4 separate regions of the Mus musculus genome follow, and regions 1, 2 and 4 are each linked to region 3. The links are chromatin contacts, called in public Micro-C and promoter capture Hi-C maps. All regions are on one chromosome and are shown on one strand. Each heading gives the region's core, a stretch centred on a gene start, on an enhancer-like site or on the middle of the called end of the contact. The rest is flanking DNA. Distances are from core to core; before and after follow the strand shown. Region 1 holds the start of Isl2 (insulin related protein 2 (islet 2)). Region 2 holds the start of Sema7a (sema domain, immunoglobulin domain (Ig), and GPI membrane anchor, (semaphorin) 7A). Region 3 holds the start of Snx33 (sorting nexin 33). Region 4 holds the start of Pml (promyelocytic leukemia).

The links. Promoter capture Hi-C pulls out the DNA fragments that hold promoters and counts their contacts. A called contact is a pair of places that touch in the nucleus more often than the background predicts. Capture Hi-C pulls out chosen DNA fragments and counts their contacts.
Region 1: a contact with region 3 is called in a Micro-C map of embryonic stem cells, with 4 times the contacts expected there. The contact joins the promoter of Isl2 here to the promoter of Snx33 in region 3. A contact is called at or near these places in 1 of 39 promoter capture datasets (embryonic stem cells), 1 of 484 Hi-C or Micro-C datasets (embryonic stem cells) and 1 of 115 datasets of contacts at active chromatin or transcription factors (pancreatic cancer cells).
Region 2: a contact with region 3 is called in a promoter capture Hi-C map of liver, with 2.0 times the contacts expected there. The contact joins the promoter of Sema7a here to the promoter of Snx33 in region 3. A contact is called at or near these places in 2 of 39 promoter capture datasets (liver and pre-B cells) and 2 of 115 datasets of contacts at active chromatin or transcription factors (bone marrow-derived macrophages and pancreatic cancer cells).
Region 4: a promoter capture Hi-C map of adipose tissue shows a contact between it and region 3, with 2.2 times the contacts expected there. The contact joins the promoter of Pml here to the promoter of Snx33 in region 3. A contact is called at or near these places in 5 of 39 promoter capture datasets (the C10 cell line, erythroid cells, liver and 1 more), 1 of 484 Hi-C or Micro-C datasets (B cells), 1 of 115 datasets of contacts at active chromatin or transcription factors (large pre-B cells) and 2 of 9 other capture datasets (adipose tissue and liver).

Annotation. Positions count from the first base shown.
Region 1 is chr9:55,537,255-55,544,941 of GRCm38.p6, forward strand. It overlaps Isl2 (insulin related protein 2 (islet 2)), which reads left to right and starts at 3,895. Exons shown (of 6, transcript NM_027397.3): 1 at 3,895-4,084; 2 at 4,846-5,035; 3 at 5,143-5,405; 4 at 6,822-7,105; 5 at 7,687. The coding sequence starts at 4,027.
Region 2 is chr9:57,938,549-57,945,526 of GRCm38.p6, forward strand. It overlaps Sema7a (sema domain, immunoglobulin domain (Ig), and GPI membrane anchor, (semaphorin) 7A), which reads left to right and starts at 1,564. Exons shown (of 14, transcript NM_011352.3): 1 at 1,564-1,780. The coding sequence starts at 1,603.
Region 3 is chr9:56,924,495-56,931,928 of GRCm38.p6, forward strand. Snx33 (sorting nexin 33) reads right to left here and starts at 3,877. Exons shown (of 2, transcript NM_175483.5): 1 at 819-3,877. The coding sequence starts at 2,289. It also overlaps the pseudogene Gm19936.
Region 4 is chr9:58,244,573-58,252,212 of GRCm38.p6, forward strand. It overlaps Pml (promyelocytic leukemia), which reads right to left and starts at 5,214. Exons shown (of 9, transcript NM_178087.4): 1 at 4,969-5,214; 2 at 2,403-2,866. The coding sequence starts at 5,118.

The DNA.
Region 1 (7,687 bases), core at 2,645-5,144, 1.4 Mb before region 3:
GTGATCTTCATGTTGCATAATGAACCTTAGTTTCCTTTCTGATATTATTGTGGTGTAGATTTAAAATTTCTCCCCTACATAGTTAATGTATTCTGGGTTCTGTCACAGCTGGTGGCATTGTTGCAAGGTGTTGAATCCAGAGGCTCTCTGGCCTGCTCAATAGGATAAATCCATAGATAAGTTTGCAGTTGGTGGGCTATTAGGAGGCAGGCCTGGGTGAATGACATAGGCCAGGTGTCTTTGAAAGGCACATCTTGCCCTGGGTTTCTCCCCATTTCCGTCTTGCCATGAAGTTAGCAACTTGTCCTATCCTGCCTTCTGCCATTATGCTTGGCCTCATGGAAGCCTCAGAGTGACGGGCCAACCATGGGTGAAAACTCGGACACTTTCACAATAAACCTTCCTTCTTTAACTTTTTTTTTTTTTTTTTTTTTGGCCAACTATTTTGTTGTAGTGATGAAAAGATGCCCAGAGGATCTCAAGGCTCCTCCTTCCACTAACCAGCAGCTCCTGCTCTGTTGGGCGGAGATCATAGTCTGTAGCTTATTGGCAGGTAATATACACTGATGAATCTACAAGCAGACACTGGAAACAGAAAGTCAGTTGCATGATCTGGTAACGAGTTACTTACCTTTCCACACCACTGTCCCTCAGCCGTGATGTGGGGATTTCTGTGAACTATGTTAAAGCACACAGCCCTGAGAGAATCTCCTATACCAGCCATGGTGATGGTGTTGCCACGGCCCAGCATTCCTTTTTACATCTGTGAGTCTCTGGACAGGAAGGGGTAAGAACAGAGGCGGTGATATAGAGAGGAAGCTGTCTGTGCGGCTGCATGAACGTGCATGCGCAGGCTGGCACACGCATCTGGGTCCCTGGGCTGGGATGTGTGCAAGCGTGTGCAACTTCTGCCCTGTCAGTCAGGGGGAGCATGACGAGCTCTCTGTCATACAAGGGCCCAGGAGCAAGTCCCCAAAAGTGTGTCCTGCTTCCTGGTTTTAGGAGGAAAAAGACAGGGAAGGTAGAAAGGATGGAAAGATTGACAAAGCAAAAACAGAGAAACTAGCCAAAAAAAAAACAAAAAACAAAAAACAAAACCCAAAACAAAACAAAAACCTACAACAACAAAACAAAACAACCAACCAAACCAAACCAAAAGACTCACAACAACAAAACAAACAAACAAAACTCCAGAAAAACAAATAAAAGCCAGTTTTTTTTTTTTTTTTTTCCATTGCCTGGCCTTTGTAGGCGACTCCCAAGCCCTGGCCACAGGCCAAGATTGCTGCTCTTTCCCTCAGGCAAGGCTTGTCCTCAGGAGGGGGGCTGTTGTCGTTACAGAGTAATGACCCACCCACCTGGCTTTCTCCAGGGCTTTCCAGAGGGAAGAGCTCAGGGAGCGTTTGCTGCAGTCCTTAAGTCTTTCCATGTCACAGCTGAAGCTAGGGCTCTCAAGCCATGGCCACCGCTCCCAGCAAGGGCAAGAAAGGAGGGGCCACTGCCAAGAGTGTGGAGAGCAGAGAGCCCTGCTTCCTCTCAAAGGGGACATTTTAGGAGGAGAAGCAAGGCTGGACCACGTGTATCACTTATGCCCCTCTCATGCCAGCACTGGACTCCTGGGGTGACTGGGACCCCGGAGACCCATGCTCAGGGACCTGGAAAATGGTTTTACAGCGGCAGAGAAATGGAGGTGAGTGCCCCTCCCCTATCCTTAGCAAATTCTCAAGAACTCAGTTTCTGGTTAGGAGGGGCTTTCTCTAGGTAGGAGAGGGTTAAAGGTTGAGCCTAGGACTCCTGCGGAGATAGACTGCCATTACCTAGGAGGTTTGCAGGATCTAGAGGTAATGGGAGCCAGGTCTAGCCCAAGATAGCCTTGGGGTGGAGGGTGAGGTGACAAGTATCCCCCAGTACCTGGAGCAGGCACAGTGCAGAGCCCACTCACTGGCTTCAACAATAAATCCAAGTCCACACCTAGGGCAGGCAAAGCAAGCACATTCACAAATAAATAAATCATTGCCCAACAGGCAAGAGATGTGCTTAGTCCTCACTTCCAGCAAGGCCCCACACAGATACCTTTCCAGAAAAGGCACACTCCCAAGTGTATAGGGTCCCAACAGAGAGAACCACTATGGTTACTGTAGATACCAGACACTGAGCACGATGAGGTAGGATTCTAAGGCTTTCCCTGCGATTAGTTTAATTTTTTTTAACAAAGCAAAGACAGCTGTTCTAAGTACAACCCATTTCACAGATGAGGAAAAGTGAGGGAGGAAGAAGAAATGAAACACCCAAAGTCACAGAGACCAGCGCTGATGCAGGACCCTTTACTTCATGGTTTGTGGTTTACCAGCAGAGATACAGTCATGCAAACTTAACCAGCCCCAGAGCCAGAGCGGCTGGGGCGCTAGTAGGAAAGATGGGGAAGGGTCGGCCTGTTGTCAAGCGGGTTGTAGGCTGTGGCAAAACTCTGGGTCCAGAGAACACTAGCGCTCTAAAGGTGGAGGCGGGGTCAAAAGCTACAGGAATCCGGCTGTGGAGCGAGGTGCCAGACTGTTTCCAGCGCTGGGGCATCTCCGAGCAGCCTTTCTAACCCCGACTTTCTGCAGAACCTGTGCCGACGCTCTTGACTGCAACCATTTCCCAGCCCAGCAGCTTCGGCTCTTAGCAGTTGGACCGCCGCGCCTGAATTAGATAGATCTCGGGCAGCGAGGCCTGCGGGATCCAAGTCCGGACATAGCTTTTGGTCGAGATACTTTATCCCAGAAGCCCACCCGCGCCCCACTTAGAGAGGTATCAAGTTTTTGGTGTCCTTTCAGAATGGGAGTGAGGGACCAACAGACCACCGTTGGATAAACACTGTTTGTACCTCATCGATTTGTCTTTCAACCCTTTGAAACAAAATTCACAACGATTTTTGTTTAAAAAAATCCCGAGTCTTAGAAATCGCAGATTTTTCTAGGATTAAAAAGCCACCGGGAAGACGGTAAATTACCCCGTGTCCCACATTTGTTTCTGATTAGTTGTGTTGTAATTGGTTTGTGTAACCCAAAATCAGAGAGTTCGTAAAAATCTTTTACTGTATGAGTGACACATCACAGCACTGTTTTTAGGCTCTATGCAGCTGAGAGGAGAAAGGAGAGGGTGGGAGTCAGCATCAATTTAACCAAAAGAGCAAAAAGTAGGAGGGAGGAAAAGTGCCTAGGCCAGGGTGGGTGGGAGGACTGTGGCTCTAAGTCTCTGGATTCCTTTTGGCTTACCCACCTGCAACATCGAGTTTTCTACAGGCGGCGCGGGTGGGAAAGTCCGCATAGAGTTTATCCAAACCCAGGTGCTCATTTCCTACCCGTTCTCCCTAACTTGGACCCCGCCGAACAAAGGCTCAGGCCCACCAGGGAGAAAGGTGGCCGGCTGGACCAGTGATGGTCCCGAAACAGCGAATCCTCTTTTCTCCCTCAAGGTCTGTCGTCCCCAGGAGGAATTTTTAATTTAAAAATTATAAAAGAAAAACACTTTTAAGGGGGAGACGACTCTCATCTATTCCCAGAAGACTATTGCCTTGCTAGGCAAACGCCCTACAAGTCCGAAGAAAGCGCGGCGCTGCGGCAGAGCCCGCGGGGTGGAGATGCGGCTTCCAAGGGATTGCGGGACCCGGGGCTGCAGAGAGGATCTAGGAAGGTTTCGGGGGAGGGGGCTGCGCTCCATTGTTCACTCCGAACCAATCAGAGCTTTCCCACTTCCTCCCAGCCAATCTCCCTGCGCCTCCGTGTCTACCCCAGCCCACCCTCCGGGTCCCCATCATCTCCCGAGCAAGCCCCAGGGCGGTGGGAGAGCTGGGTGACGCTACAGGTCCCGCCTCCAGCTCGGGCCCCGGGCGAGTGCGTGCTGACGTCATGCTGCGTGCGGGCCGGTGCGGAATCGCTCCTTCAACTCCGCGGGGCAGGAGTTAGTTAGCAAAGAGCAGAGGCTGGGCGCTCGACCCTGGTCCTTCTGTCCCCGGCCGCAAGCTTTGCTCACATCTCTCTCTGCATGGTGGATATTATTTTTCATTATCCTTTTCTGGGTGCTATGGGGGATCATTCCAAGAGTAAGTCTTTCTCTGTGTGTGGGTGTGTATGTGTGCTTGATATGCAACATTTCCAATGCAGAAGAATGTTTAGCGGATTCTACAAGTGGCTTTTATTTGACAAAATACTTGGGAGAATAAAAAAAAACAAACAAACAAGCAGTGCATTTCGCCCATAACACTGTTTATTCGTTGGAATCCTACTATTTTATTTTGCAATTAGACATTATTTCCCAAGTTGGCTGGAATGACCTCAGGCTGTGAAATTCTTTTTCTTTTCTGCTAGGACAATTAGGTTTGATTTAGAGAAATGGGTTTCTTCTCTGCCTTAGGAAGGTAGAGAGGTTTCAGTAGCTTGATCTGAGGTGTTTAAACTAAGAACTGTCGAAGAAGCTAAGAGGGGACAGGGCTGAATGCTGCGGTGTCTGCGTTGAAATAGGGAGTCGCTGTGAGCGGGAGCGGGCGGAAATCCGGGCTTGGCTGACAGTGTGGACACGGAGGCGTCCGTAGCTCCCCAGTGTCACCGTGCTGTCGTCTGCCTCCCGTTAGCTCTGTCTCTAGCTGAACCGATACTACGTCCGCGTTCAAAGACGGTGATAATGGAAATATCAGGAGATTGTGTTGTTTTCGTTTCCTACTTTCTGGATCATTCGAAAGTGGTCTCACTTTTAGAGCGGGAGATCAAGCAAGGGAGGGCGGGTTGGGTTGGGGCTGCTGCAGCGGCCAAGGCCGGCCGGGTCCTGTACCGGGCCTGACGCGGGCCCTGCGCCCTTCCCTGCTAGAGAAGCCCGGGACGGCCATGTGCGTGGGCTGCGGGAGTCAGATCCACGACCAGTTTATCCTTCGCGTGTCGCCCGACCTCGAGTGGCACGCCGCCTGCCTCAAGTGCGCGGAGTGCAGCCAGTACCTGGACGAGACGTGCACGTGCTTCGTGAGAGACGGGAAAACCTACTGCAAGCGGGACTACGTCAGGTGAGCCGGCGGGACCCGGGGTTCGGCCCCCTTGGGCTGGGGGGGACACGGCTGCGCGTCCTGGGCTCGGGTCCCTGCGCTGACGCCCGCCGCACCCGGGCCCGCAGGCTGTTCGGCATCAAGTGTGCCCAGTGCCAGGTGGGCTTCAGCAGCAGTGACCTGGTGATGCGGGCGCGGGACAGCGTGTACCACATCGAGTGCTTCCGCTGCTCCGTGTGCAGCCGCCAGCTGCTCCCTGGAGACGAGTTCTCGCTGCGGGAGCATGAGCTGCTCTGCCGAGCTGACCACGGCCTCCTGCTGGAGCGCGCTGCGGCTGGCAGCCCGCGCAGCCCCGGCCCGCTCCCCGGCGCCCGCGGCCTGCATCTGCCAGGTAAGCCTCTCTCCCGGCCCGCAGCGCTGCGCCGCGTCAGTAGGATGTACGACTGTGTAGCCGACAGCTGAGCTTCCGACGGGAAGCCGGTGTGAAAGGCTGCGTGCGCTGGGAACCCTGCTATGTGTCTGCGAGTGCGGGGGTCGGGGGGAATTGTATGTATGTGAGCGTGAGAGCCTCGGGAGTTGTGTTCTCCGTGGCCCGGACCATGTAGGATCGGGAGAGTGGAGGACCCGGAATCCTAGGTGCTGCCTGTCTGGGTTGTGTTTAGAATTCCTTTGATGAACAGGGAGAAAAGGTATCCATCCCACCCGGAGCCAAGGGAAGAAGGCCAGCGGCGCAGAAGAGGGGCCTGTGTTCTTGTTTTGATGTCCGGCTAGCATAAAGAAAGGTTCAGGGAGTTTATTGGTTAAAACCCTCCTAGGATGATAGGTGCTCTGGCCAGGAGTTGCTCAGACTGGGAAATAAGTGTTGACAAGAAGCAGGTGGAGAGGGTGCGACAGGAGACCCCAGTTCCAGGAAGCCAGGGGATCTGCTACTCAGATCGAGGTAGACCAGGCCCTCTGTGTGGCACCAGGGATTTCTTCCTCTCTGTAACTCCATTTCCACACTGTAGAAGGAGGGGATTGGTCTTGGTGGGCTATTTGTAAATGTTTACCCAGAACTAGTAATGCCTAGAGGGGACTTTAATGTAAACAATGCAGCTAAAATCCAGGGTGTGTAGACCGGGTTGAAAGTAAAACAGAATGGAGTTGGTGTTGAATGAACCCAAGCTGAGTTCGCCCAGGGACTCCTCTTTGTTTTGAAATGTAGGCTTGAGGCTGTTCGAGGTGGGTGTGAAAAGCAGCAGACACTGGGCTGAGGGGACCCAGAACCCAGAGAATCTCAGACCGAAGCCCCAAGGCAGGTAGCCAGGAAGGAGCCATTCTGTGCCCAGAAGGCCTCAGCTGCCCAAAGTCTGAATCGTCCTAGTCCGAGAGTGTTCCTAAGGGCGAGACTAGCCTAGGCGATCCCTTAGGAGCAGAAAGAGAGTCTCCTAGTCTAGGAGTTGTGCTATGACCTGAGTCCTTGTCCTTTTCCTTTCCCCCTCCCTTGCTGGAGTCGCACTTCGATTTCCACCTCTTCCTCTAAAATTCCACCTTCTTCCAGAGGGCTTTGCTTGTTCGGCTGTTCGCAGTTGGGTTTTCCTAGGGTGTACTAGTACGGCAGCGGCAGCGGCCTGGAGCCGAACTCCATCACCGCAAGGCAATCGGGCTAGGGAGATAGGGACAGAACAAAAAGCATTTTCCCTCTGGGTAAGGCGAGTGGATGGAGAGGGAGATGAACAATAGCCAAACGAACCGAATGTCAGGGAAACGAAATCTTGGGGAGAATGGCTGGCGGCCCATCCGACCTTCTGTCTCTCGGCCCCTGCAGACGCTGGGTCCGGACGACAGCCCTCACTGCGCACGCACGTGCACAAGCAGGCGGAGAAGACAACCCGGGTACGGACTGTGCTCAACGAGAAGCAACTGCATACCCTGCGGACGTGCTACGCCGCCAATCCGCGGCCAGACGCGCTCATGAAAGAGCAGCTAGTAGAGATGACCGGCTTGAGCCCGCGGGTCATCCGCGTGTGGTTTCAGAACAAGCGTTGCAAGGACAAGAAGAAGTCCATTCTCATGAAGCAGCTACAGCAGCAGCAACACAGTGACAAGGCGGTGAGGTGCTGGTGACGGGCGGGAAGGCGGGTGGTATCCCCGGCGGCTTTCTAAGGCCTCTTTCTGGGGAACTAGGCGGAGCTGGACTCCCTATGTACTTTGGCACCGGAACCTTAGGAGAAAGGCTGATCTTGGCGTTCAAGTTGCGGTGGTTGTTGGTGGTACCTTGTGCCAGTTACAGCCCAGAGTTGAGGGGCCCTCGGCTTAGAGACGACCCTGTGGCATGGTTGGGACTACGGGGTTGTACTTTGGGGGGGGGTAGAGATAGGGCTCGATCTGAGTTTTTGTTTGTTTGTTTGTTTTGTTTCGTTTCGCATACCTGGCTAGGGAAGGGCATAAAGGACTTCCGTTTCTCTGGCCTGGTATTTGACTCCTAGGAGGGAACTGGGTAGCAGGTTTGTGGGCCCTGGGTTATCTCCGTTGCGAAATGGGGGATTCGTTGTGTGCAGTGGAGTGCGTCTCCTCCTCAAAACAATTTAATTCCCAACTTGCTCTCCAGAACCTGGGGTTCTATGCTCAAAAGTGGTGCAAAAGCTGACCTAACTCTAATGCCTTGTGCTATCTGTCTGCTTGCCCCTCAGA
Region 2 (6,978 bases), core at 314-2,813, 1.0 Mb after region 3:
ATGAGTCACTGGGCTAGAAAGCAAGTATCATTCTTAGAAGCTACTTTGGCCTGGTCAGTTTGCCAACTTTAGGGCCACAGGATTCAGTGCAGGCCTGGGAAGGAGTTCTTGGGCTGTCAATAGGCTTTTCTTTCTGGGGTTGTGATCTTAGGCATCATGAAGCTAGTGACTCCGTGCACAGCCCTGTAGTGTCTCTAGACCCCTCCCCACAGAGAGATCTGGAGGAATTCACCTTAGTGGCTAGGGTACTTTGGGGCTTTTAGGAATGGAGAAAACAACTAGAAGCAGACTGTACAATTGGCAGAGCTAAGATTCGCTGTATCAAAACCTCCCTGCCCGTGGAGCAGTGAAGAGGCTGGCTCTGAGGTCAGGGCATCCTGCCCAGGGTCTGCCTGTGTCTACAGCATGCTCAGTATGTCTGGGTCTGTGGGTTTTGAAGGTCAAGTCTTTGTTTACTTCTGTTCCCTCTTCCTTGCCCTGTCTCTTCTTGGTGCAGTACATCTTAGACTACATATACAGTAAGCAATAGATTGGGACAAGCTGACCTGGATGGATTTCCCAGTCATAGCTTCTTTGGGTACAAGCAGAGGTAGGGAATCTGTCCATCTCTGGCCCAAGGAACATGGGAGACCCTTTTACGAAGAGCAGACAAAGTGGCTCTGAAAACATAAGCCAATGACAGAGTTTCCTGGGTTGTTCAGGTGACTGCAGAGGGGCCTGGACCCTCTGATGGAACTACCACCGCGTCACCAGGTTGCCCTTGGTATGTAGCTGAGCCTTAGGCAGAGAAAGATTCCCTTCGATTGGTCTGACCTTCCCTCTCTGATTATGAGTCTTGTGCCCCTCACTTTTTTCTTGGGGAAGGGGCCTTCCTAATTATATCCCCCTCAGTGCACATGGAAATGAGTTTGGATTTTCTGAGCATACACCAGCTGGCTGGGGGGAGGCAGCCCAGAAGGCTGCTGGCTGGGGAAGGGAGGAGAAAGGAGAGGGAGAGGAGGGAGCCAGGCCAAGATGAAAAATTCCCAGTGTTCTCTCAGGCAGAGCAATCGTGGGGCGTTGTGGGCACCCCACACATCTTAGACCTCCCCTCTCTCCTCCACAGAGGAAAGCATCCTGCTCCGGCTGATAGGATCAGCAGAGAGCTGCGTCCCACTCCCGCAAGCCCATTCTATGAGAATGGTTCTCTGACTACAAACCACTTAGCTGACAGCAAGGGGGGTTGTCCGGTGTTAGACTCATCCATGCGCTGAGAGATCCTTACGGATTTCCTAGGCCTTTCTTTCCACTGGGGCGAGGGAAGTGGAACTGAAGCCCAGAGGAGGGATGGGATCTGCCCCTCATGACAGATCACAAGTCTGTCTTCTTTGCAGCTGGGTTCTCCCGGTGGAGTTGCCCGCGTGCGGGTAGCGAAGGTTTTCCTGGCAGCGGTCACCGCACAAGCAAGGGGCCACCGGCAAAGCTAGAAAAGGCTGCGAGGGGCGGGGGGGAGGGGCGGGGTGGGGTCAGGCGCTTGACTCCGCCTCCTGGCGCTAGGTTCTGCCTGCGGCCGGGCGCTGTCTCAGTCTCGGCTGCTTGCCGCTGTCGCTCCGGGGCTGCGGGATGACGCCTCCTCCTCCCGGACGTGCCGCCCCCAGCGCACCGCGCGCCCGCGTCCTCAGCCTGCCGGCTCGGTTCGGGCTCCCGCTGCGGCTGCGGCTTCTGCTGGTGTTCTGGGTGGCCGCCGCCTCCGCCCAAGGCCACTCGAGGAGCGGACCCCGCATCTCCGCCGTCTGGAAAGGTAGGCGGCGCCGCGCGGCCGGCGGGGCGCGGGATCGGACGCCTTGCGGGGCGGGTGCAGAGTGTGCGGCACCCGGAGAGAGTGCGTGTGCGCAGCTCTGCGGGTCTCAGGCTGGCCCCGAAGGGAGCGTGTGGGTCCGGGTGAGTGTTTGTGAGTGTGCGTACTGTCACGCCGGAGCGGGCTGGAGCGCTGCAGCGTGCGAGCGAGTGGCTGGGGCCCGGGCCCAGCTAAGTGGCGCTCCAAGTCCAACGGCAGCTCTGAGCCGGAGCCGCAGCGCCCGAGCGCGGGGGGAGGCTGCGGGCCCCTGTCTCACCGAGGCTCTTTGGCTTTCCGCCACGGGGTCTACTATACAGAACCCTTCTTTCCCCTGGCCAGCTTCATCACCCCGACCTCCTCCTTGCAAGCTGCGAGCTCTGCTGGCACGCGGGGCTCGGGCTCGGCTGGTGAAGGGGGCGCGGACCCATTGCCGCCGCCGCTGCGCTCGGGCTGCGGGAACAAAGACCCCGCCGCCTGCCCCCGCCCCCGCCCCGGCCCGGAGCGCGGGCCAGGCAAGGGGGTGGGCACCCTGCGGCGAACCGGGACAAGGTGCGGTGCAGGGGCTCCGAGCACCTGGGCGCTGTCTCCGTAATGCTAGGACCAGCCGCTCCCCCCTTGCCCGCACGTGGCAGTTGTCACCAGAAATCGGCACTAGCACGGGGAGGGGGGACAGTGCCCATTGGGTGGGGCGAGGCCATTGGGACCCCCAAGCGGCGTATCTGGGGAGGAGTGTGCATCCTTAGGACTGTAGTGAATATGAGAACCTGAGGGACTGGAGTCTTTCCTTCGGGCATCGCAGTTCAGAACCACGGACGGTGGGACAGAAAGCTGGCTAGGTTGGGGTTGGAGGCTTTCTGCCACTAGGGACTGAGCTCCCTCCCTGCATTGCACACAAATGCCTCCCCGCCCCCAGACAAACTCAGCTCTGTACCCAAATTTGGCATCTCTGCAGCCCCTCCCCTAGTGGTGATGGGGGACTCACACCGGGGGCTGGGGGTACTTGTCCTGTCTGTCCCTACTGTCCCTTTGATGCCTTGGCAGTTTGCAGGGATTGCGGAAGTCTGAGCATTATCTGGGGCAGGTATTCTTAGCAGAGGGGGGGAAACCCACATAAAATGAGTGGCCCGAACTGCCGCAGCAGCTGAGAGAATGTGACTTGCCCAAGGTCACTGGGCAGTGTGGGCACTCACTGTGCCGGAGGGGTCTCTGATCTGACTCTGGATCTGTCCTGGGCCAGGTTAGGGAGAGGAGAAGGATTTAGATGGTTCTCCAAACCATAAACGTGGTACTCTCGTCTCCAACTCCGCCATCCAGCCAGAGGTGTAACTGGTGGAAGAGGAGCAGTTTATCTGGACCTCTGAACATCCAGTTCATGGTGGATACTTGCACCCTCCACAGTCGCACCACTTCAGCCTCTTTCTCTGTCCCTGCCAGCATGTTAACTTCCTCCGTCCCCTTGTGTCTTAGACACATGCATATGAGTATGCCAGAGGAGACAAACGGTTATGTCTGAGTGTTCTGGAATCTCCCTCTGTATCAAACCCCTTTCATTTGATTGTGCTTGTCCCCCCAATCCTTCCTTGACCTCCCGCCACATACTTAATGCACACCCACTTGTTAGCACTTAATGCATGTCTCTCCATCCCTGGCACTTAGTCTTCCCTTACCCTCAGACTATTTAAAGCTGCTCTCAGCCCTCTTACCCACTTTCAGGCTCCCAGCCCATCTCTATGTGCTGCTTCCCTAGCTTGCACTTCACTGAGTGACCACACTGGTAATGCACTATTGACCCCCTCTGGCTGGGATCCACCAGACACTCACCAATCTTGTCCAAGGACAGTCTGCAGTCTCCTTCACAAGTGCCAGGTGCCCCACTGGCCAGACAGGCCCTGCCATTCACCTGTCCCCAAGCCCCTAGGGCCACCAGCTGGTGATGGTGTGCCCGGCTGACAGCTGCCTCCTGTCTCCTATGGGGTAACACATGGCAATCGGATAGTAGGGAGCTTGGATAGGGCCAACCCAGGCACACACACAGAGAGAGAGAGAGAGAGAGAGAGAGAGAGAGAGAGAGAGAGAGAGAGAGCCTTCCAAGCGTTGCAGTAAGCCTAGGGCCCTGTCTACCAGTGGATGGGATATAGCAACCTTCAGGGTTGACTAGACTATGTGTGGATAGTGGTAACCCCACATACATTTCTGTACAAGACATAGATTTGAAGTTTAGTTTTGAGTTGAGACAGAATAGGGACTGGGACAGGTATAGAAATGTCTTTATTTTCTTTGCTTGGTTCCCACCCTCACTTCAAGCCTTAGGAAAAGATTAAAGGAGGGTCTCTGAGAAGGTCCCAGACTTCAGTTGTTTGCAATCAGATGAGAGCCTGGTGCAGAACAGCTTGGACCAGGGAGAAGGTGTTCCATCACAGACTGCTGGCTATCCTGAGCTGTGCACCTGTCTTTGACTCCCAAAGGTTGCCAGAGCAGGAAAGCTCTGGAGGTAGTCCCTACAGGGCATCTCTAACGTGTGAGTCAGTCATCAGTGTAAACGTATGACTCTGACCCTTCAAGCAAGGGCGGGAGACATCGGATGGCAGGAGAGGGCGTAGTGTGGCAAGAAGTTGGTACACTTGTTATGCTATGTACTGCTCCCCAAGAGCTGGAGAAGGAGAAGCCCATGGAGGTCGGTCCTGACCCCCAAGTCAGAGTTATCCAGCCTGACCACAGTCTCTCCCTGCCCTGCTGGTTCTTCCCCCTCTGGCCCAATTAAACAACAGGATGTTATTGTTGACTTAGGAGCTGCTGGGTAGCCATTAAGGTGCCACTCCCCAGGGTAGGGGGTTGTTGTCACCTCCTCCAGGGGATGAGGTCACAGCTGGGGCTCTCAAAGCATCAGCATTTCCAGTGGAAATCCCTGCCCCCTTGGGGGACTTAGATGAATTCATCACCTTCAAGGTGAACCCCCTGCAGGACTGAGGGGGGGCGATCCCCAAGAGGAAAGGGGGTTTCCTAAGCTGCAAGAGATGCTTGGTGACTTCCCCAGACGCTCCCTGCCAAGTTCTGTGTTGGCCCTGTGCTGAACATTGAAGCTTCAGAGAGTAGATAATGGGATGGAGCTGCAGATCTGAGTTGAATGGACACAGATCCAAGTTACTCTGGCACCTCAGGTAGAAATAGGTGAGAAGAGCAAGTGGGTGAGAGAGAGAGAGAGAGAGACAGAGAGACAGAGAGACAGAGAGACAGAGAGAGACAGAGACAGAGAGAGAGACAGAGAGAGAGAGAGAGACAGGGAGAGACAGAGAGAGACTGACTCTCATTCACTGCTGGGCCACAATTTCTCTAGAATCCTTTTTTCCTTAGGATGCAGAGAGCAAAGCAGAGGCCACAGTGGCCAGTTTAGATCTTGGTATTAAGTGACTGAAACCTGGGTAGTCAGGGGAAATCCTTGAGTCTTGTTTCCTTCTTCTCTTCACTGTCACAGGCTGAAAGTCAAGGATCGGTTGCAGGGAATGGCCTGTTGGCGTCTGACCTCAAGGGCGGACACACATTTAACAGGCGCTGCCTGGGTTCTACTTCGTGCTGGTTCCAGACTGAACTCAAGGGTCCAGCAGAGAAACTAAATGTGTTAGTGCCCTTGCAGACAGGAAGCCTGGGCAGATAAACCTGCGCGTACACTGACAGGACCTGCAACAGAGAGCAGTCATGGGTCTGAGGAAGTCTGCCTGGCCAGTGGATGAGGTAGCAAACATGAGATGACACAGGCAGGAATGGGTTGCGTGAGGAAGGGACAAAGGAAGCACCTGTCTGACAGGGTTGAGTCAACTTTGGCCAGGGATCCAGCAAGGTATCCCCCACCTCCACCTCCACCCCCACTATGTAGTCCCAACTGGCCTAGAACTTGCTATGTAGTCTAGTGTGGCCTTGGACTCACATAAATCTACCTGTCTCTGCCTCCCTAGTGCTGGGACTAAAGGCCTGTGCATCACCATACCTGACTTCAGCAAGTTTCTTGGAGATGATATGCAAGCCAGCCTCTTGTCACTGCATGGGCAGCCTTCTAGAGAAAGACAGTGGCAGGCAAGGCTGTCCTAGGTCCCTGAGGGAAGTAGTGGTGGGGTCCAGGGCCACTAGGACCTCCCCATCAGCTCCTGACCAGGGGAGGATTCTTCACATAGGAAGCCTGCCATGCCCATTCTCTGCATGTAAGGCAGAAGAAACCCCCTTGTATCCAAACCCTGTATTGCAGACAGTACAGGCACAATTCATCTGACCAACTTCCCCTTCCGGGAACCTTGGTCCCTTTTGAGAGTACATAATTTTCTAGGTTGAATATGATGTTTTCTGCACTTGGGAGAAGTAAACTGTTCACTTGTCTTTGAGGAGTGCTAGGCCAGGTGGTCTGTGAGGCTCAGCCTGCAGGGGGCAGTCATGAGAACAATGACCCTAGAGTTCCCTGCTCGAGTTGCAGCTGACAGCGTGGCCTCCACCGTCTTCCAGTCTTCCAGATCCTTCATTGGACCTCAGTTCTGGGTGGCTGTATCTTAGACTCACCGTATTTCCCTGCCTTTTACTAGCAGCTCTGAACCAAAAGGCTTCTGCTTCTTAGGTTCCTTTTTTTGGCCACCCCAGAAACCTTGCTCCTCTTCAGGGATAGGAGAGACAGGCTCTTGATCTGCCCTGGCTGTGCAAGAAGGACCAGCTGCCAGATGTATGAGCATCTGGCTGTCGGTGAGCCAGGCTGACCAGAGAAGAAGGAGAGAGTAAAGGACCACAGTCCTGAATCCCTAGAGTCTAGAGGCTTCTACCTTCCGTAGTCAGCCCAGGTCCTACGTTACTGTCCTACCACAGGAGAAGGTTCTCCAAGCCTTATCCTCCTTCAGGCCTTCATCCTGGCACCACTGCCCCTTATGTAGATTGTACTCTGACCTCTCCATTCCTCTGGGACACTCTACTGCGTGTTCTGCCCAGAACACACAGCCACGCGGAGCACTGCTTCCCCAGAGCCTGATGGTTACCCTCTGACTCTTCTCCCCATCCCTCCCAGCACCCAGTGCTCCCCAGGGCATCCTCCCTGCACCCTACTTACCCTCCTCCTCAATCGCCTCCTCAATCCCCTCCTCCTGCCTGCCGATTCGTTCTCAGTTCCATCGAGGAACCTTCGGAGATGAACT
Region 3 (7,434 bases), core at 2,627-5,126:
CCTCATGCCCTGCATATATTCTTCCTGAGTTACTAGCCCCAGGGAGGACCACACCTCTGTCTTGACATCTGCCTTCCCTAAATCCCAGGACTCAATCCTTGGCTAGATCCTTACGCAAGAGAACCCCAGCTTGGGAAGCAGGAGATAGATTGGCCCATGTGAACAGAGCCCTGGACCCCTGGCTGTATTCCCCACCCCCTGCCCAGCTGAGTGCCCCATGTGACCCAGGATGAGTCACTTCACTGGCAGTTCCTTAACAGTTCTAGCAGCAACAGGCAGGGGCTCATCCTGTCCCTCCCCCATACCGGGGACCATGAGAACTGAAAACGTGACGGGCCTGGGAAGCTGCCAATATGACTGTGTCCTTGGGGAGTTGGAGGGAGGAAGGGATAGTGCCGGCTGAGCCACAGACTTGTGTGCAACCCCTCTCCTGTGAATAGACGTCTTCGTCTGCCAAAATGAGGGCAGATAGTGGCTAACAGATAGTGATAGTGGCTAGCACACAGGACAGAGGGAGTCTGCGTTCCCAGAACTCAGTAATACCTTGGGGTTCCATGCATGATGGGGTAAGTGAGACACGGAAAAGAAACAAAACAAATCAAAATCTGGAATGGATAAGAGGCATACACACAGAGCTCAGTGAGAACAAAGACCAAAGCTGTCCATGCTATCTCTCTGCCTACAACAGCACTCTGCAGAGAACTGTCTTAACACACTTGTTGAGCAGCGAAGGAGATGGAGACAGGAAAGTGTGATGAGCTGTTCATAGTCCAGGCTCTCCCATATTCCCAGGGACCAGGACACTCATGCAGGCTTACCTTTCTGCAGGTGGATAATGTCAGGGAAGTTGGAGAGTAGGCCCTGGTAGAGAGACAGTGTGTCAAGCATTTGGAAGAGGTCGTGCTTGGGCTGTTCCGCAAACATTTCGCCAACGGTTTCATAGGTCCGGCCAGTGTGAGAAATGGCATTGTTGAGAGCATCAGACCTAAAGGGAGGGTCCATCTGGAAGGCATGGCTAATGGCCTGGAAGGCACTTCCTAGCTTCTGGAATTCCTTGCGGAAGCCCCCCACATGCTTCCGCACCAGCTCCGCCGCCACGTTGCTAAGCTGTAGGACGCTGTCATCCATCTTCTTACTGAAAGCCTTGAATGTATCCACGCGGTCCTCTACATCCTGCAGATCCTGGTGCTCTGTGGGGATCTGGAAAGTGAGCAGAAAACTGGCGCCCACCATCTCATCCTTCTCTGCCCGGCGCTTACCCATCTTCCACTGCTTGTCATCCAGGCAGCTGAGGAAGTGCTGGAAGCCCTCATACTGGGAGAGCACAGGGTGGCTGGTCATGTGGTCCATCCAGAGGATGAGCCTTCGCTTGCGCTTCTCGATGAAGTCCTCTTCGAAGCGGCCTGTGGCCTGCTTCTCAGGCAGGTGGGGCACTGAGATCACTGTGAACTTGTGTAGAAGGCGGTTGTACAGCCAATCAAAGTGTTTGTAGCGCCGGTAAACAGGCGAGCCTGCGTGGGTGGGTGTAAGCTTGTAAGAGATGTAACTTTTAATGCCTTTGAACTTGGTCTGTTTGGTGGGGTCCTCTATGGAGCAGGCAAATGGGTGGGGGTTGGCCTTCCACTGAGGGCCACGTGGGCCCATCTCAATGGAGTAAGTCTCAGCAATCTTGGCCATCATGGGCACATCACCAAGGATGAAGGCCTCCACTCCAGAGCGTACGAAGCACGAGAAACGATTGAGGTTCCGTCCTACCACACTGCCCCGCTTGGCAGACGCCAGGCTGTCCTGCCTTTCCAGGGGTGCCTTGGGTCGGAAAGCCATATGCTGGTTGGGGTAGGCACCCGGGTAGGAGAGGTTGAGTGGAGGGTGCCCATTGGTACCTAGGCCGCCAGCTAGTGGCTCTTCTACCACTGTGCACCCATCATCCCAGTCATCCCAATCATCATCATCATCATCCTCGAAGCTTCCTGGGTTTGAGAGGAAGCCGCTGCCCCCACCACTCCTGGCTGGACTGGCCATACTCGGGCTGCTATACAAACTCCCCTGGGTGCCCAGGGAGCCTGCAGGGCTGTTGGAATAGTCCACATGGTTGGTGCTGATGCCAGGACGGACAATCTCGACGTAAGAAGCAGGGAAGAGCCCTGTCTCCCCACGGCTGTTCTGTCCCTGCAGCCAGCCGTCCAGTGAGGTCTCACTGAAGATAACCAGCTCTTCGTCCTGCTGGATACTGATTTCCTCCTTGTTCTCACTGTGGAAATCATAGAGGGCTCGGCCTTTCAGTGCCATGGCTCAGCTATCTGTTAGGTCAAGACTGGAAGGAAAATGCCTTGCCCAGATTCAGGATGTTCAACAGGGTGTCCAAAAAAAAAAAAAAAAATGTACTTGCAGCTCAAAGTCTAGTAAGCCCTACCAAGTCCTTTGGGCAGGGCCTCAGCATGCACAGATGCTGTCTAGCTGCCTTTTGGTCAAAGAAGTGTCCATGGTCCAGAAACTGCCTTGGGGTATCTGCCTGTAAGCAGGGAGGGGTTGGTCATGGCCACAGTCTTTCTCCTCTCCCTTGGCAGCCCCTGGAAAGGAGCGGGTCTCTCCCTCCTCACACACCAAGCAGAAAAGTCAAATGACTTGAAGAAAGCAGCTCTGCTAGAACCAGAACGAGACACACACTTTCCACTAAAACAGTGTTGTACAACAGAAGAGATTTACCCTCAGACCACGGTCCCAGGAACGCAGGCAAGGTTCTGCCTCCTCTGGCTCTCCGTTCTTACTGGCTCCGGCTTTGGGAGGCTCTCACATTCTTCTGGAGATCTGCTCCTTCCTCCTTCCTCTCTCCTCCCGGGCCACCGCGTCTTCAAGAATCCAGAAAATTCAAGAGGGGCAAAGAGAATAACAGCAGAGTCCTGAACCAATTCCAAGGGTGGATGTGTCCGGCCTCCAAAAGAGCCAGGCCAGGAAAACAAGGGCCAAAGCTTGCACAACCGGCTGAAAACTACTCGACCCAGGGGGTGCGACCCCGTCTCGCTAGCTCTGGTGCCCTCTTCCCGCCCTGCAAATGGCCAGCCCCCGCCCCCAGATAACAAGGGGGGGCGCGACAAGCAGCGCAAAGAACTTCTGGCCTCTTTCACTCAGTGCCTCTTTTGTTTGCCTAATTCCTCGGCAGTTTCAGAGTATGAAGCTGACCCGGATCAGAGTCTCAGAACCCCTGTCCAGAAGTAACGCTAGGAGAAACCTCCACCATCACCACCCCCCGCCCCTGATGTGCCCCGGAACACTCAACAGCAGTCAGTAGATAGAGCTCTGTCGAACAGATGGCGTAGTCGGGTGTTTGTCAGTCCGTCCGTAGGTTCGTTCTCCGCGATGCCCTCTGGATCCGACCCGAGAGGGACTAGCTGAGCCCCAGCTTCTTGCCTCTTTGCCCCTCACTCGCAGCCCTTCAGCGCTGCCAGCAGGAAGCCAAGTCCAAAACAAACATTCACCCTCCCTTCAAAAAACTAAAAAGAAAAAGAAAAAAGAAAAAGAAAGAAAGAAAAGAGAAGGGGGGAGGAGTCCAGGAGATGGCGTTCCGAGGAAGGAGGCTAAAGCAGTAGGGGAGGTGAGGGGTGGAGAGAGAGGGAGGGAGGTATGAGGGAGGGAAAGCAGGCTACGGAATTCAACAAACTCTACCGCACTTCCGTGCGTCCTGGCCGGTCAGGGACCGCACAGCTCCGCCCTCCCGCGGCCAGGGTGCCACCGCCGGCCTTCCGCTCACTTTCCTTCTGGCGGGCGCCCTCCCTCTCTCCGGTTCAGTCCCGGTGGCCGGGATCCAGGAAATGGACCCGGGAGTCGGGGAGCTGCGAGCTTTCAGCAGCCCAGTTGCCGGCGCCCAGAGCCGCTTCTCGCTCGGATTGGATCGCCGCGTGGGGGAGCTCGCCAGCCGCCTTCGAGCTTCGCCTCCTGGACTTGGTCATCCATCTGCCTTTTCCGTGACGCAAGTGCAGGAAAACTCCGAAAGTTTGCGGAGCGCAGTGGCAAGGAGGGAGCTATAAAGGCTAGGAGAACCGCCTCGGCTGCAGGGGAGCAGAGCTGCGGACTCCCTTTTCCCAACCTCCTTTCCCGCCACGCGTACTTCGATCTGTCTAGGGGCTAACACAGCTCCCGGGTTGTTCTCAGATGGTGTAGGCAGCAAATTGTGACCCTGGTATCCCGCAGGTGATAACCGATGCTGTAAGCAAGATAGGGAGAGGAGCCCTCCTGCCTTCCGCAGCTCCCAGAGTGTGGGGGTGGGGTGCCAAAGACCATGTAACTTCTTCAGTGACAAGTTGCAAGTTTAGGCACAGGCGGGTTCTGGGTTGCTTTGTCCTTTCGCGGGAGCCAGATCTTCCTTCCAGGCCAGCAGCAAATAGCAAGGAGAGAGGAGTGGTCTGGTAAATAGCCTTTAGGCTTCCAGGATTCGACCCTCCACATTAGGCAAAACTAGGTGTACTAAAGACAGGAGTTGTGCTGAACTCTGGAGCGAATATAACAGCTGGATTGCTGCTGTGGTTTTTAATTCACACTGTCTGTCCCATCATTAAGTTTATATTCCAAACAACAAATTAACCGAAACTAAGATTATCGTCTGGAAGGTCATAAGTATCTTCACAGAGAAGCAAGATGTTCCAGCCTAGTGTGGCCAGTGTCGTGCAAAATGCTTGGGAAGGCACTGATCCCAGCCTAAGTGGAACACATATCAAGAACCTTCCAAGCCGTGGTCACCCATTCCTTCAGTCCCAGCACTAACAGAGACAGGCAGATCTCATGAGTTTGAGGCCAGCCTGGTCTACAAAATGAGTTCCAGAAAGCTAGGGATACATAGAAAACCCCTGCCTCTCTGTCTTGTCTCTGTCTGTCTCTCTTTGTTTTTCTCTCTCTGTCACACACACACACACACACACACACACACACACACACACACACACGCACGCACACACACACACCTCCTCTTCCTCTTGGAGCCCTAGAGCCTTATTTACCCAATCTTGCTAGGGCTTCCTACCTCCAGGTTACTATTGTTCTTACTTATTGCTGATTAACTGGTATAAAGTAGTGCTGCTGAAGGTTGGGACATTTGGCTGTTTTGAGGGTCATGACTCCTAGACCTCTGACTCCAAAACTCATAAACTTTGACTCCCTATGAAGGATAACAGCTGGTCGTGATGACACACACGGGAGACTGAGTGAGTGCCAGGCCAGCCTGTGCCACATCTAGCAAGATCTTACCAAAAGTTAACCAAACAAACCGGGAGCTGAAACAGCACTGTCATGAATTGGAGGCTGGACTCCAGTCCCTTTCTTAAACAAACAGACAAACGAGTGGTGGTGGACACATTTAGTCCCAGAATTTGGGAGACAGAGGCAGGTGAATCTCTCTGAGTTCTGGGCCAGCCAAAGATACATAGCAAGACTGTCTCAAATTAAAAATTGAAAGATCTTGAGCATGCCAAACAGTCTTAGCACTTGGAAGGCAGAGATCACACATCTGAGGCTATCCTCGAGCCTATGTAAGGTGGGGGAGGGGGTTGTCACAAAGTTGGGTGTTATGGTACATCCCTGTAACCCAAGCCCTTGGAAACAAAGGCAAATTTTAGCTCAGCTTTGTCTATGTAGTAAATTTAGGACAGCTAAAGCTACAAGTGAGACCCTGACTTAAAAAAACAAAAAGCTCAAACCCTAGAATCTGAGAAACAGTTGTGAAGCAAAACTTTTGCTTTACTAGATCAAGAGTTGGGTCTGCTCCTTGGGATGCACATGGGCCAGGCTAGCCCATGAGGCTGATGCATCTCCCCCCCCCCAAGAAACCTTGTCCCTTGCTATATAAGGACCCTAAAGACTCGGTAGATTGTTTCTCCCAGCCACTGTCTTTTGTTTGGGCAGGGTCCTGCTATGTAGTCCTAGCTGACCTAGAACTGGCTATGAACCATGCTGGTCTCAAACTTGCAAACATCTTCTCACCCTTGCTGGAGGCATTTTCCTACCTGTGTGAGTCTCTTCTTGTTCAGGGACCTTTCTCCTAGCTGAGGCTAACAATAGCACGATTCCCTTAGTTCTTGCTGAGTACTTGGCACAGCTGTAGACACTCCCTCCCACTATGAGCTTAGTGTACTTAGTACAGCTGATAGGCTTTTAAAAGCATGGACACAGCCCCACTACCTTGGTTGCCTTTTGTGTATGTATGGTACCAGGGAAGGAAGTGGATTTGAATCTAGGGACTGGGCATGTTGGCCAAACACTGTATTGCTGAACTCAGCACTTTTGTTATCTTTTGGATTAGGGTCTCACTACATCGCTGCCCAGACTAGCCTTGAACTGGCTCTGTCATTCAGGCATACCTTTTTGTAGTCCTTCTGGCCTCAGTCTTCTCAGTATTTGTATAACAGGCTTGCTTCCTGTATTGTCTTTACTTCCAACACACATTTAAACAGCAGCATCTTAGATTTATGTATATGCTCTAGGTAGGTTTTCCTAATTCTTAGGGTTACCCTCATTTCCAAGTTCTTAGGAAGAACAAATATTTCAGCTTATAGAGATCTCCAGAACCTCCTTCCACTCAGTAAATTCCAGGGGTCCTCATCAGGTCTAAAGTTACTAGGAAACCAGACTGACTTTCATGATTTCCCTGTACCCTGCTCATGTCTTTGCAAATGATCCCTTTCTTACATTCACTTTCCTTTATCCTTTCTGTTCTTGCATTTGTATGTCATGTGTGTTTCTATCCATGTGTGTGGAGTCCAGAAACTGATATTGAATGTCTTTCTTGGATTGCTCTGGAATACACTGAATTAGGGTTTCTCACCTGAGCCAAAGCTTACAGATTTTGATGTGTTAGAATGGCGGGTCACATCTCAATAGCACACTAGGCCAAGGCAGTTCCATGTGGAAGAGGTTTTATTGGGAGGGAGAGACAAGGTGGTGGCAGAAAGAGAAGAGGGGAAGAACAGAGACAGAGACAGAGACAGAGACAGAGACAGAGACAGAGACAGAGAGGCATTCTCCTTATTTATATGGAAAATGATGTAACTCAGGTAAAGGTAGGAGGTGATCCAAGTGGATTCTGGGAATGTGTTGCCAAGGCAACAGGTCTGCAGGTTCCACTGTCACCTATATGATGTCATAGGTTTGGGAGGTCCTGATGCCAACAGATTCAGCTAGCCTAGTCTCTTCCTTCTGCCAAGGATCAGCCTGGTCTTGGAGAGGGATTCTGAGGAAGAGGCGTTCCAGAGCATCTAAAAGAACGGCATGAAGTTAGTCATAGAGTACACACTGACAGCCGGGGTTCGGCTCCAGACAGATTTCTCCTAGAGCTCATCCAGATAGCTCTGCTCTCAGAGACCAAAGCCCAGTCTTTTATTTACATATCATTTACTCCAGGTTCCCTTTTGATTACCCCACAAATCAGCATTCTATGACCCACACCCC
Region 4 (7,640 bases), core at 3,964-6,463, 1.3 Mb after region 3:
CTCAATGACAAAGGCCAGAGTGGTTTATTTTGACTTGTGGCCAAAAGCAAATTGTGGGGTCTTTTTTTTTTAAGATTTATTTATTATTATTCATAAGTACACTGTAGCTGACTTCAGACACACCAGAAGAGGACATCAGATCTCATTGGGGTGGTTGTGAGCCACCATGTGGTTGCTGGGAGTTGAACTCATGACCTTTGGAAGAGCAGTTAATGCTCTTACCTGCTGAGCCATCTCTCCAGCCCAAATTGTGGGTTATTTATGGCACTGAGGTTGGTGGAAAAAATAACGTTTTTCATAACCACCAGTTTAAAAACAAAACAAACAAACTAACAAAACCCAAGATAGTGACAAAGGAACAACAGCCAAAATAGTTCTTTGGCCTCTACATATGAGCACACACATGCACTTGTATGTGCACTCAAGTGCACACATGCACACACACACATACACACAGTCTATATTGTACCTGTACAGACAGTATTCCCAAATATTAAAGTATAAAAACTATTTACAGGGAGGCAGAGGCAGACGGATTTCTGAGTTCGAGGCCAGCCTGGTCTACAAAGTGAGTTCCAGGACAGCCAGGACTACACTGAGAAAACCTGTCTCGAAAAACAAAAAAACAAAAACAAAACAAACAAACAAAAGCTATTTACAAATTTTTTTTCTTTTTTCCCTGCCCCCCATCCCCCCCATTAATTTTTTTAGCATTATAAGTAATTTGTTTAAAGGCAGGGTCTCACTATATAGTACTGGCTGGTCCAGAACTTGCTGTGTAGACTAGAGTGTCCTCAAACTCACAAAAATCTGCCTGCCTCTGCTACCCCAATGCTAGTATTGAAGGCATCCTGACTTATGAGTAATCTTGAAGTGGCTTAGCATTTGTGGAAAGCCGATCACTTCTCTGTGGTGATGTTGGGAGGGAGGTGGTGTCAATCATCTCCTCTATTAAGATGGAGAACTGCATTATCATGCTCAAAAAAATGGAAGATTTCAAATTAAAGAGATATAGAGTATAAAGCAGACAGGAAAACCTAATGCAAAGCCCATACAAACTACATTAGAAATTGATTGTACTTATTGTTTCAGAGAGTAGCCTAATTAAAATATTTCAAAACATAACCCAGCTAGGAACAAAATTAATAATTAATTAATTAATTTTCATAATTCAAGTTGAGTTTTTCCTCCTAGGAACCAAAATCTAGTTCAAAGAAAAGACACTGATTTTAATTCATCATATTAAAAGACCAAAGATCATATAAGAGATTATTTTATACATAGGTGTGAGCTCTTTCTTGGACTGATTCAAAGTCATACACTGTAAGACAGAAAACTGACACATTTGATCCCCTAAAACTAAAGAGTTATTTTAAATATGATACCACATACTAAGTGAAATATTACCACAATAGATTCTTACAGAGGGACCTGGAAGAACTCCTCAAAGGAAAAGAAAAGAAGGCACCAAACAGACAATTCACAAAGGATTGAGAACTCCAGGGCTAATAAAGAGAGAGAAGCCATTTGATCTTAACAGTGTGCCATGAAATGCAAATTCAGCAGCTGTACCTGCTGCAGAGGAATGGGGTGGGGGCAGGACTCCTCTGATGAAGCTGGCAGGAAGCTCGGTCGGTCAAGGAGTGCCCCAAAAGAGGAAGCGGTTTGGTTCCCATTGATTCCTCAAAAACTACTAGTTCCTATTCAAGCAATCTGCTTCTGAGTGGTCAAAAGTTCCTTTATCATACACTACCATATTGGCTAAAAGGGTGGATACAAGTCCTGATAAGGTTACCCGACCTGCATTTTATTCACAAAGAAACTTAAAAGAAGCATTCCAAATTAGCCATGGCAGCTGCCCTGAGAATGGAGGTAAAGTGTTGAAAACTAAGCAGGTAGGAATGGAATGGAGATGGCACTCTCTTTTCTTTAGTATAAATTTTGTTTGTGAGCCATATAAATATATTCCCTACATAAATAGAAAATATGTTGCTTAACAAAAATAATTATAAGTGACTTTCTTTGTTCTTTGCATATAGTCATTTTCAGATAGCACTCCCTGATGCCATAGTTTCAACTTTTCAAACACTATTTTCCTGCCCCAATAATAACATCCAGCCTTACTGAGATTCCCTGGGGCCTCCGAAGGAAATGTCCACTATTAAGACATCTAAAGTTCGGTGGTGACACATACTAAAACCTACTGTTTTCACATATCACTTGCAATGGCACTCTGAAATTTTTTCATCCTAAAGACAAACTAGGTATGGGTGCAAAGATGACTCTGAAGCTATATATAATATTTCAAAGGGTCATTAGAAACGACTATAAACCAGCGGAGCCCATTTTGAGTGACAATTCCCTGAAGCTTTCACCCCCTGACTCCAGGATGCTCCACTTACTCAGTCAGCGCAGGGTTGCGGTGGTTGGTATTGGAGCAGAAGATATTGGACTTGCGCGTACTGTCGAGGAAGCTGCTCACTGAATTGTCGCGGAGATCAGCCAGGGGCCGGGCCTCATGCTTGAGGTACCACTGGTGTGCTTCGAAGCACTTGCTGCAAATGAGCTGTTCACACTCGAAACACCAGAAGTCGGCCAAGCCTTTGCAGCGGGTGCACGCAGCCTGAGCATCCACGATCTGCCGGAACACCGCCAGGCGCCGCTGCAGGCTCTCGAAGAACACGTTATCCAGGGCCTCCCCATTAGCATCGGCCTGCCCAGGAGCCTTGCAGATGGGGCACTGCAGGCCAGGCGCCTCCAGGCATCCGGAGCACAGCGTGTGCAGGCAAGGCAGCAGTTTGGGGCACTTGGCTTGGGCCTGGCAGCTCGGGCAGCGCAGAAACTGAAATTCCTCCTGTATGGCTTGCTAGTGAACCAAGGAGAGAAGTGAGGCCTACAGAAAGCCCAGACGTCTTGTCCCCTCCACTGGCCGCCCATCCCTTCAGCTGGAGATTGGAGAGGGTAGGACCTCACATTCCATTCCTGGGAGTCATTGGATCATGTCCTGGCTTATCGGCACCCCAGTTCCTCATTTACTTCGAGCCTTGCAGCTCTCACTGCACAATTTACCGGGCACCCATCTGCTTATCATTAGACTCACTAGTAGGTCCTGAGATACAAGATAGGATAGATACATCTTTGCATTTAAGGGACTCAAGTTTGGAAAAGTATCAACTTCATATAAAGTGCTTAACACAATTGGCAGGATGACCCTCAAAAAGTTAGACTTAAACTACCGTATGACCAAGCTTCCACTTTCCATATATATACTCAAAAGAACTGGAAAAAATATCCAAGCATATAATTATATACTAATGTGCCTAGCAACACCCCCACAAAAGTCACAGTGACCCAAGTGTCCTTAGCACATGAACGCATGAACAAAATGTGTCTGCAAATGTAACAAAATAGTATTCACCCTGAAAGAGGAATGAAATCCTGATACATTCAACAACCTGGATGAACCTTGAAGACATGGTGAAATAATATGCCTGCCATAAAATTAGAAATATTGTGTAATTCCAGTCATGTCATATAAAATAATAATAGTTAGTTCATAGGTATAGAAGGTGGAGCTACTGTTCAAAGAGCTCAATACCATGGTGCCTGGCACATGAGAAATACCCATAAGTCTAATCCCAGCACTCAGGAGGCAGAGGCAGGCGATTTCGAGGCCAGCCTGGTTCACAAAGTGAGTTCCAGGACAGCCAGGGCTATACAGAGAAACCCTGTCTCGAAAAACCAAAAAAAAAAAAAAAAAGAGAGAGAGATTGAGAGAGAGAGAGAAGTACCCATAAATGTCAACTAGTATTTTTAATCCTTAGCTATATAATGCTAATAATAAAAAGTTAGGGCAATGTGACCTTATTTGTGTTTTTTGTGAAGGGAAAAATGAGTGAAGAATAATGGGATGGAGGTAGTTCCTTCCAGGGTGAGTATGGAAGGTTGAGGCAATACTCCCAGGAAGGCCATGAACTAGGCTTCCTTAGGAAAATGAGCTTGGTGGCGCATACATTAATCCCAGAGCTCAGAAGGCAGGCAGGTGGTTTCTATGAATTTGAGACCAGCCTGGCTTACAAAGCAAGCTCCAGCCCGGCCAAGGCTACAGAGTGAGACCCTGTGTTCCAAAAGATAAAATAAAATAAATCCCTAAACCTCATACACATAAAATAAATTGATGAAAATCAAAAGAGAAAGCAGCTGTGTGAATCCTGTTGGTCTTAGCAGGCACTTTGGTCTGAGCCAGGTTCTGTCTGTTTGTTTGTTTTGTTTTGAAACAGGTCTTGCTGTGATGCCCTCAGCGGTCTTGAACTCTCTTTGTGGCCTAGGCTGGCCTGGAACTTGTCATCCTCCCTCCAGCCCTACCATCCCAAGCACTATTGCTCCTGGGATGTGCAACCACAGCTGAAAAACGGGAAGTGTTGGTGTGGGGGTCAGGGAGGGCGACTATAGTTTTGCCAAGTCTGGGACATGCCTTTAGCTCCAGGCCAGAGCAAATAAGACTCCTGGCCAGGCCTTCCACAGGACTATAGTCTTTCATCTGAGGTAGGCGCTTCAGGCAAGGCTTCAGGGAGTAGGAGTTACAATCCAACTATCCCCAGTTACAATCCAACTCATCCCGGTTTTTTTTTTTTTTTTTTTAGACAGGGTTTCTCTGTGTAGCCCTGGCTGTCCTGGAACTCACTCTGTAGAGACCAGGCTGGCCTTGAACTCAGAAATCCACCTGCCTCTGCCTCCCAAGTGTTGGGATTAGAGGTGTGCCCCACACCGCCGGGCCCCTGTTCCTATTTTACTCTAGGCTATCAGTTCTACCTCTGCCCAGCCAGGAGGGTCAGGACCTTGGTGTCTCTTTAGGACACTAACCCATTAACTTACTTCTCTATAACGACCTTCTTCATCCTCAACTCCTCGACCAAAGTAAACGAATAAAAAAACCTAATAGCCCTACACCTTCTAACCCAGTAGTACCTCTGCAGGGCTTTGGCTGTGTTCATAGTCTTCGGAGGGTTCCTCTGGGGGAGGCATGGTGGGCGTGGGGGTCAGGGCAGAGTCCTGTTGTCGACAGGGAGATCCAGGGGGTGCAGGTACCTTCTGCACGGAAACTGGTTCAGTTTCCATTTCTTGATTAGGTCTGTGAAGGCGGGAAATGGGTCTCAGATCTGAGCCAGAAAACTGAGCGAGAGATTGCCCGAGGAGAGCCCGCCTCCCGAGAGGAAGTGAGACAGGGCTGGGCGGGTCTAGGGGCGGAGAGGCTGGTTCTATAATCTCCCTTCCAAAGTTAAGAGAAAGACTAGGGAGCTATGGAAGTAACTCTGGTAGAGTCAGAAAGGTTAACCAAACAAGCAAGTAAACAAGCCCGGCATGCGGGCATGGCTCATTAGCAGAACAAGGAAAGATCCGGCCACGTACGCAGCATGCACACCAGGAGAGAAACAGAGCTGACAGGCTTTTCCCTGTCTGTGAGCTATTGGACTCATTCCACAGCTATATGTCTTTCTAGTTAAAAGCCAGGTAGAGAAATAAACTCCTCTTTGAGAGAGCCTCCCAAGTGCACCCTAGTGGAGACTTCGACTCAGTACTGGGATGGGTTTGCCTGGAAAGGCATCCCTCAGCTGAGAATGGAGCATGAGATAGAAAATGACCAGGAATTCAGAGCTGCTCAGACATTTTAAAGAGAGACAAACACTTGGAAAGGAGTGGAGGTCTGAAACAGGAGAGCCAGTTTGGGAAGTAGTCAGGGCCATTTTCAGATTTAAGATGGGGCTCCTGCGAAGTGATACCAGAGAAGATGAGATGAATCATACGGTGAGAAATGGACCGATTCTACATATGATCTGAGAGTTGGTGAAGGGTTTCTTACAGCGTGTCAGCTGCGTCTCTTGAATGACCTTGAGGCAGGTGGCCTATGAGAAGTAACTGTGGGACACAGAGTTAGTTCTGAGTCAGTGGAAGGACCGTGGTGACAGAACAGCGTTGAATGGGTCTGATGACTGTGCATCGTACAGAGGTAGACAACAGGGAGGCAAGGGGAGAGCTGGCCAGCAGTGGTGAAGAAAACAAGAGATACAAAGTTAGCTTTTTGACCAAGAAAAAGCAATCCAGAAACTAGTGGGTGAGGAAAACACACACCTGCTGACACTCTCATTGGCCAGTGCCTTTGGCTTCTAACTTCAGTCTGTTCCCACCCACTTTTCTGGCCCCTATGTGCCTATTCTCTGTTCCTATGTGAAACTGATTAAAAGGGATGGTAACAGGTTCCTGCTTTTGTAAACTTAGAGTTGTGGTGAGATGGGTTCTAAAGGGAGACCCAACATCCTGGAGACTGTGGAGGCCATACATCTAAGCTGACCAGTATCCCTTGGCCTTTAAAATTAGCCCATCAAGGGCTGGAGAGATGGCTCAGCGGTTAAGAGCACTGACTGTTCTTCCTGAGGTCCTGAGTTCAATTCCCAGCAGCCACATGGTGGCTCACAAGCATCTGTAATAGAATCTGATTCCCTCTTCTGGTGTGTCTGAAAACAGCTACAGTGTACTCATATAAATATTTTGAGTAAATATTTTAAAAAATTAGGCCAAGATCAGTTATATTGTGTACAAATATTTGTGTTTTCTTTCCTCAATTTTTTAAATTATGTGATGTAACATCTATTAATAGAATGTCAATGGTTATCATATTGAAGTCTGAGATACTAATAGAATGTTTCTAGGGGGCTGGTGAGATGGCTCAGGGGTTAAGAGCACTGACTGCTCTTCCAGAGGTCCTGAGCTCAATTCCCAGCAACCACATGGTGGCTACAACCATCTGTAATGGGATCTGATGCCCTCTTCTGGTGTGTCTGAAGACATCGACAGTGTACTCACATACATGAAATAAATTAATTAATTCAAAAAAAAAAAAAAAAGAATGTCCCTCAAGGGACATTGTCATCTACTCTAAATTTTTTGTTTGTTCGTTTGTTTTTGTTTGTTTGTTTGGTTTGGTTTGTTTGTTTTTTGTTTTTTGTTTTTTTTTTGGTTTTTCAAGACAGGGTTTCCCTGTACAGCCCTGGCTGTCCTGGAACTCACTTTGTAGACCAGCCTGGTCTTAAACTCAGAAATCTGCCTGCCTCTGCCTCCGAGTGCTGGGATTAAAGGCGTGCACCGTCACGCCTGGCATCTACTCTAAATTTGCAATGCATTTGCAGTTGTATGAGGGATAGTTTTATCTGGTTAGGTGTAATTATAACATGGTTAAATATAATGTGTTTGTAATTGTATGTCAGATAGTTATATCATGTTTAGGTATTATTATGATTTGCTTAATGTTTTCACTTGGAAATTGATAAGAAGATATGATTGTGTGTCAAGTTGGCAAGGGGTGGACTTGTATGGCAATTCTGGGTTGTCAACTTGACTACATTTGAAATTAATTAAAACCTCACTCCCGGTACCAACTCATCTTAGGGTTTTTATTGCTGTGACAAAACACCGTGAGTAAAGAGCAAGTTGGGTAGGAAAGGCTTTATTTTGCTTACATTTCCATATGGTGGTCCATCAATGAGGGAAGCCAGGACTCAAATAGGGCAGGAACCTGGATGCAGGAGCTGCTGCAAAGGCCATGGAGGATGCTGCTTACTGGCTTGTTCAGCCTGCTTTCTTAA